Linked DNA regions of Muntiacus reevesi: region 1 is linked to region 2. A link is a contact called in public Hi-C data. All regions are on one chromosome and are shown on one strand. Each heading gives the region's core, a stretch centred on a gene start, on an enhancer-like site or on the middle of the called end of the contact. The rest is flanking DNA. Distances are from core to core; before and after follow the strand shown.

Region 1 (3,383 bases), core at 139-2,638, 720 kb after region 2:
CGCAGTGACGGATTTTGGAACACAGCAGCTGGGGACCTCCAATGATTGTACTCCCTGCAGTCAGAAGTCTGAGAGGCACATTCGCCTGTTGCTGCAGACACACCAGATCGGAGATCACATTCCTCATCCTCTCTTGAAGCTTTGAAGGCCTTGTGTTGGGCTCTGGTCAGTATGGCATTTATGTAAGCTGTATATACAGCTTTTAGGAAGAGTCCTTAAGAGAGGGCTTATTCCTTCCCTGCCCTTTCACCTCTTTTGTTAGCTGGAATGTGATGAGATGACTGGATCTGGGCAGCCATTTTGGTCCACGAGACAGAAACCATCTGGGGAGGGTGATAAAGTCACAGAATAAGACAAACTCAAGCCCTGCTGATCACAGACTGTTTGGGTTGAGAATTGGATTTCTAACTTGTGTAAATCACTACTTGATTTTCTGTTCCTTGAAATGGAACTTAATCCTCATACATTTCATAGGTTCTTTTCAATTAGGATAGTGAAGTCTGAAGGTTAAAGAGGTAAATGTTTCCCAGAGGCTCAACTGTGGCACAAAGAAAGGTGTAATTACCCAAGACTACTGCTGGGAGGTGGTCTTTCTTCCATCTGTTGAGGGAGGGGACAGGTCTCCCCTTCCTATTGCTGGGAAGTCATCTCTCTAGGTTCTCAAGGACAGGAGAAGGAAGCCACAGATACCCATCCTGGAGAAGTCTTTGAAAACAGCATGTGAGAAAGCAGCTGCCCTCAACCCCCGCTGTGTGCCCGGCTAACAAGAGTGGCCCCAGAGGCTGGCAGAGTTTGCCCCATGACGGGACCAAAAGGAAACCAGCTTGATTTTAATCATCTGTCAGAAATGTTGAAAATGAACTTTCTCTCAGCTAATTCTTTCTGAAGCTTTCAAAGCCTGAGAACATAATAAAAGCTACGCTTTGTCGTGTTTTTCATCCATTTTTCTGGCCATGGCACAGGGAGGTAGCTTCTGGAAGTATACGACTGTCCTCTCTGATGACTTTCAAAACATGGATTTGCTCATCCAAACTTTTTTGCTCTATCATCCATAGCATCTTTTTTCTTTTTTTTTTTTTTTGGTATCCAAAACTTGTTTATTGGGATGGTCTCCTGTTCATCTTGATACAGGGTGTTTTTAGTGCTGCTTCCGTCTGAAAGAGCATCCTTCTGTAAGCCTTGCTTTTCCTCCTGTAGGTTGGCAGAGGACAGTAGAGCAGCCAACACACAAAACTACTGTTTGTTCATGGCTAAAGATGGTAGTGATTTTACAGCATCCTGGGCATTTTACATCCATGAAATAGGAATTGGGGCTCTGCACCAGGCGCTTCTTCTTGTGTTTCCTCTTCTCCTCTTCTGGAGAGGGATGAAGAAGATCCTTTGCGAGTTGTCCTGGGAAGTGTGGAGGGCAAATGAGGGCCTTCTGTGATCCCAAATCAGCGTGAGAGGAGCGTGCAGACAGAAGAATGAGATCTCCACGGAAACCTAGCTGGAGGAACCCATCCATAGCATCTTTAACCTTTACGTGCATTTTTGATATGTGACTTCTCAGACTTAGCAACTCCTGTGCTTACTAAGTGTTCCATAGGTCAGGGCGCAGGGCAGACGAGTGGTAAGTACAGTCTTTCAATCTCTGAGACTGTTTCCTCGTTTGCAACATGGGGTTAACAACAGTCTCTAGCTTGCGGGATTGCTGTGAAGCTTAAGCTTATTAGTGCATGAAAAGTCTCAGAGGCTCAGTAGAGTCCTGGGCAAGTGACAAGGACATCGTCTCCACTAGTTACTGTTACTATGACTACCCCGCCGCCTGTCCTGTGCTGTCCAGGGCGGCAGTCACTGGCCACCTGTAGCCGCCAGGCACCGAGTGAGTTGACAGTAATCCAGAGCGAGGTGCGCTGCCAGTGAAGGGTGCAGACTAGACCGTGAAGTCTTGGTACGAAAACAAGAATGTCAGATACGGTCCTGACAATTTTTAAAAACTATTGATTGCATGTTGAAACGATGACATTTTGGCCACACTGTGTGAAACAAAATGCATGATTGAAATTAATTTTGCCGGTTTCTTTTTCCTTTTTAATTTTGCTTGCTGTTTGCTCTCGGCCGCGGCGGGTCTTGGCTGCCGCGTGCCCTTCCTCCAGCCGCAGTGAGTGGGGCCGCGGTGCTCGGCTTCTCCCGCCGCACACGCGGGCTCTCGCGCACGTGGGCTCAGTGGTTGCAGATCCTGGGCTCCCACAGGCTCAACAGCTGTGCTTGGGCTCGGGAGCTCCGAGATGCAGGGAATCTTCCCAGATAGGGGCTGAGCCCGGGTCTTCTGCTTTGGCAGGCGGATTCTTTACCCCCAGGGAAGCCCTCTTCTTTCTGTTTTGAAATACGGCTTACAGAAGATCTAAAATGTCACAGATGGGCTTCTGCATCCGATTTCTCCGGGATGGTGTGGGTGTTGGCCGACAGGTGGGGCGGGGTGGAAAAAGTGAGCCGGGAAATGGTGGTCCACATGGTCAGTACTGGTGGTCAAGATTCAGACAAAGGAGACAGAGATACAGTGGAGGAAGTCTAATTCCTAGGGCACCGTGGACTCTGGTACGGTTTAATTCCACGGATGACGTCTGGGGTTAAAGGGCAGTCTTCACACTGCCCTGTGAGTCTGAAGACAGGCTGAAAATCTGTGGACTCAGATAAGGGGGGATCTGGAGAAGGCACGCCACGATCTCCCGGGGGGAGACCAAGCCCCAGGGTGGAGCATGTACTTGACAGGAAACCACACAGCGGGCAGTTATCAAGGACCTCAACCGAGGGGGTGGTAGTGGAGGGGTAGGAAGCCCAGCCTGGGGTCTCTGCTGCTACGGATACAATTCAACCCCACAGGTGATGGTCACCGTTCACTCAGGGCCAGGCCCTCTGTTAGAAACCAGACTGAACATAGAGCCTGTCTGCAAGGCGGTCCCGGTGACGTGAGGGGCACAGAGACAAACAGGGGGTCGTGGCCCAGAGGGATTAGTGCCGTGATGGGCTGGGAGGGAGCTCACTGGCGGGAGAGCGAATCCACTCCCTCGGATGAGGGACAGCTCCCGGGAGGCAGCGGCATCCCAGCAGAGACCCTCTGTGGGAAGCAGCCAGGGAAGAAGGGAGAAGCCGGTTCTAGGTTGAGGGAGCATCCGCGCAAAGTCAGGAGAGCTCTGTGCTCCAGGAGGTGTGAGCCGACCCCGGGGAGCCTCACGGTACCGGCAGGGAGGGGTGCTGGCCAGCGGAGAGCGGCCGGCTAACGGAGTCTCAGCATCGCAGAGCAGGAGCCTGGGCGCAGGCGGGAGGCTTTGGAGAACTCGACACAGAGGAGGGTGTAGCCAGGTCTGTGCGTTAGGAACAGCTCTCTGATAACACTCTGG
Region 2 (3,472 bases), core at 158-2,657:
ATAGTTTTGGGGAAGCGTGGATGAATGCATATCCTTAGAGAGTTTGGAAGAGGGGGTAATTTTTCTTTTCGGCCACACCACGAGCCGTGTGGGATCTTAGTTCCTCGACCAAGGACTGAACCTGCGAGCCTGGCAGTGGACGTGGAGTCCTCACCACTGGACCACCAGGGAAGTCCCTGGAGGAGGAGCTGCTGATGCCTCTGCCCGCTTCTCTCATTTGGAAAGCAAAGTATAAGGATTTGACACCAAATAAATGAGGTATTATGACCATTATGGTCTCTAGAGTAGAATAATTTCATTTATTGAGCACTTTTTCTGTGCTAGAAAAATTCACTTTAATCCTTCCATTCAATCCTTCCTAAATCTCTGGAGATCTTAATATTCATAATACTTCATTTATTTACTGCAAACTTTTGCTTTCCCTTCACCTTCCTTGATTCAAGTCATTCATTGGCTGTGATCAAGGAGTTTCTTAACCAATAAATGTAATTTTAAGATGAATAGAAACTTTCCTGGAAAATTAGCTATTATTTCTGAAGTTTAGAATAATGCCAGGCATAATTAGGTTATTTGTGCTGAGTACTCATCTAGGTTCTTTGAAGGTACTGATTAACTCATTTAATCCTTATGCTAACAATCCTACTGCTGCTCCTGGCTTATATTGGGGGAAATAGAGGCCCAGAGAGACAAGAAACTTTCCCAAGGTAACACAGCTAGCAAACAGAGCTAGAGCCCAAACCCAGACTTTTAATGCCTTTAAGTGGCCGGAAAGAGGCTATTGAAGATGTGGGTACCCATTTGTGATGGTTAGTTTTATGTGTCAACTTGGCTGGGCTATGATATCCAATTGATTGGTCAGACATCAGTTGAGGTGTTGTGTAAAAAGGTTTTCTTTTAAAGATGTGATTTACATTTAAATCAGTAGATTTTGAATAAAGCAGGCAGCAGACAAATTCTGCCTGTGTTTCCAGCCTGCGGACTCAAGACTGCTGCATTCCCAGCCTGCCCCGCGATTTTCAGATCTGCCAGTTCCAAAACCCTGTGGGAGTCAATTCCTTAAAATAATTGCCTTTCTCTCTCATTCTGCATCTTCCCTAGTGGTCTATTCCTCTGTTCTCTAGCCTGAACACCTTCACTCAAACACACGTGATAAATCTCGCCCAAGGTCTGCAATATGGCCGTGGGAGTGAAGGGCCAGCTCAGAGGAACAGCTTGACAGGGGGAGTTAGGGAAGGACTCCGTGGGGAAGGGCTCCCCTTGGCTCCCTTGGACCCAGACAGCCTGGCTCCTGCCCAGCGGAAGAAGAGGTGTTGGGGAGAATGGGAGGGCAGCTCTGATCGGAGCACTGGTGGTTGGGGGTGGTGGTGAGGGGAGGGAAATGTGTGCAGTTCGAGGGCAGTAAAGAAAACCTCCTTTCCAACCACGGCCCTGCAGGATGGCTTCCGCAAAGAAGGGCGGCAAGAAGAAGGGCCGGTCCGCCACCAACGAGGTGGTGACAGGAGAATACACCATCAACATTCACACGCGCTTCCATGGAGTGGGTCTCAAGAAGCGTGCCCCTAGGGCACTCAAAGAAATCCGGAAGTTTGCCATGAAGGAGATGGGAACTCCGGACGTGCGCATCGACACCAGGCTCAAGAAAGCCGTCTGGGCAAAAGGAGTCAGGAATGTCCCACACCGGATCCGTGTGCGGCTGTCCAGAAAATGTAATGAAGACGAAGACTCTCCAAACAAGCTCTACACTTTGGCTACCTACGTGCCCGTCACCACCTTCAAAAATCTACAGACAGTCATTGTGGATGAGAACTAATTGCTGATGGTCCAATAAAGTTAATGAACTGCCAAAAAAAAAAAGAAAACCTGACCTCAGCAACCCGGGAAGTCCTCCAGGGGCTTGGGAACCAGTCGTTTAACACCTTCATTACTTTCATCTTTCTTTCTTTCTCCCGCATGATTTTTATCAGCTTTGTTGAGACATATTCCCTAAACAATAAAATCCCCCAGTTTTACGTATAAAGTGTGATGAGCTGTGACATGTGGTTGCCACCTCCACAGCCACGACACTGAGCGTTTCCAGCTCTCCCCAAACCTCCCTCGGGTCCCCTGGCTGTTGGTCCCAGCCTTCCCTGACCCCTGGCTAGCACTCTGGTTTCTGCCACTGTGGTTTCGCTTTGTAGAGAATTTCAAATACTGTCCACTTGAGTCAGCTAATTCCAGGTCCCTCTCACATACCTATAGCTGAGAGAGGCCTCCTCTTGAGGTGCTTGTGGAAAGTTTGCATTCCTCCTGATTCGTAATCAGGGAATCTGCTCTCATCTCGAGATGACTTGGGGTACAAGGAGCTTTTCTCGAGTTGCTGTGCTGAACTTGGTGTTCCTCTAGACTTGGGACGGTGTTCTCGGGGAATCTCTGGAGTTGCCTAAAGGAAGTCAAGCCACTTGTCTTATTTGATGGGGAATGTGTTATTGCTCTGGAGCCAATGCAGGGGAATAGGGCCTCATCTCGAGTTGATTTGGGGTACACGCAGCTCTTTCGTGTTGCTGCGGGGACCTCAGTGTCCCTCTAGACTTGTGACAGTGTTCTTGGGAACTGTTCTCTTGCATCGAAGCTGCTTTCACTTTGCATTATGCATTTGAGCTTCATCCATGTGGTGACTTGCATCAGTAATTCATTCAGCTTGCTGAAGCTGAATGAATATCCAGACGATGAATATCCATTACTGTACGGATGGACTGTGCGCCTTTGACCAGTTGCACATTTGAATTGTTTCCAGTTCTTGTCTATTATGAGTAAAGTTGCTGTGAGCAGTCAAGTACAGGCCTTTGTGTGGACATGTGTTTTCACTTCTTTGGGTAAATACCCTAGCAGTGGGATTGGTGGATCGTGTGGTAAGCATACACTTTACTTTGTAAAAAAAAAACAAACAAAACAAAACTGCCAAACTATGTTCCTAGAGTGGCTGTATATGATTTTAGCTTACAATAAGAGGAGAAAGGAGAAGAAATATACCTTGAAATGTTTAGCCAAAAAAAAAAAAAAAAAAAATCAACCCCTCAAAAAAAGGCTTACAAGGGGGAAAAGCAGTTTGGAATTAATAGTGGGTTGCATGTCTATATGCTATTCCTTTCCAGGGACCACAAAATCAAGAGCGGCCGGTATCCTGACTTCTGCACATTAACATAAAATGAGATGGGCATGACTATTCTCAGACCTCAAAATCAAGCACACTAGTGTGTGTGCACTCAGCCGTGTCTGACTCTTTGCAGCCCCATGGACTGTAGCCCACCAGGCTCCTCCGTCCATGGGATTCTCCAGGCAAGAAGGCTGCAGTGGGCTGCCATTTCCTCCTCCAGGGGATCTTCCCGACCCAGGGCTCGAATCTACGTCTCTTGGGTCTCCTGGATTGGCAGGCAGATTCTTTACCACAGTGCCACCTGGGAAGCCATCAAGTATACTAGGTAAAATGGATTTA

The links. Hi-C and Micro-C count contacts between places; a contact is called where the count stands out from the background.
Region 1: a Hi-C map of muscle shows a contact between it and region 2, with 14 times the contacts expected there. The contact joins the promoter of LOC136151657 here to the promoter of LOC136151666 in region 2. A contact is called at or near these places in 2 of 3 Hi-C or Micro-C datasets (blood and muscle).

The regions. Positions count from the first base shown.
Region 1 is chr20:48,676,361-48,679,743 of mMunRee1.1, forward strand. It overlaps LOC136151657 (small ribosomal subunit protein eS27-like), which reads right to left and starts at 1,389. Exons shown (of 1, transcript XM_065912959.1): 1 at 1,066-1,389. The coding sequence starts at 1,297. The coding sequence ends at 1,139.
Region 2 is chr20:47,952,225-47,955,696 of mMunRee1.1, forward strand. It overlaps LOC136151666 (large ribosomal subunit protein eL31-like), which reads left to right and starts at 1,408. Exons shown (of 1, transcript XM_065912974.1): 1 at 1,408-1,991. The coding sequence starts at 1,436. The coding sequence ends at 1,810.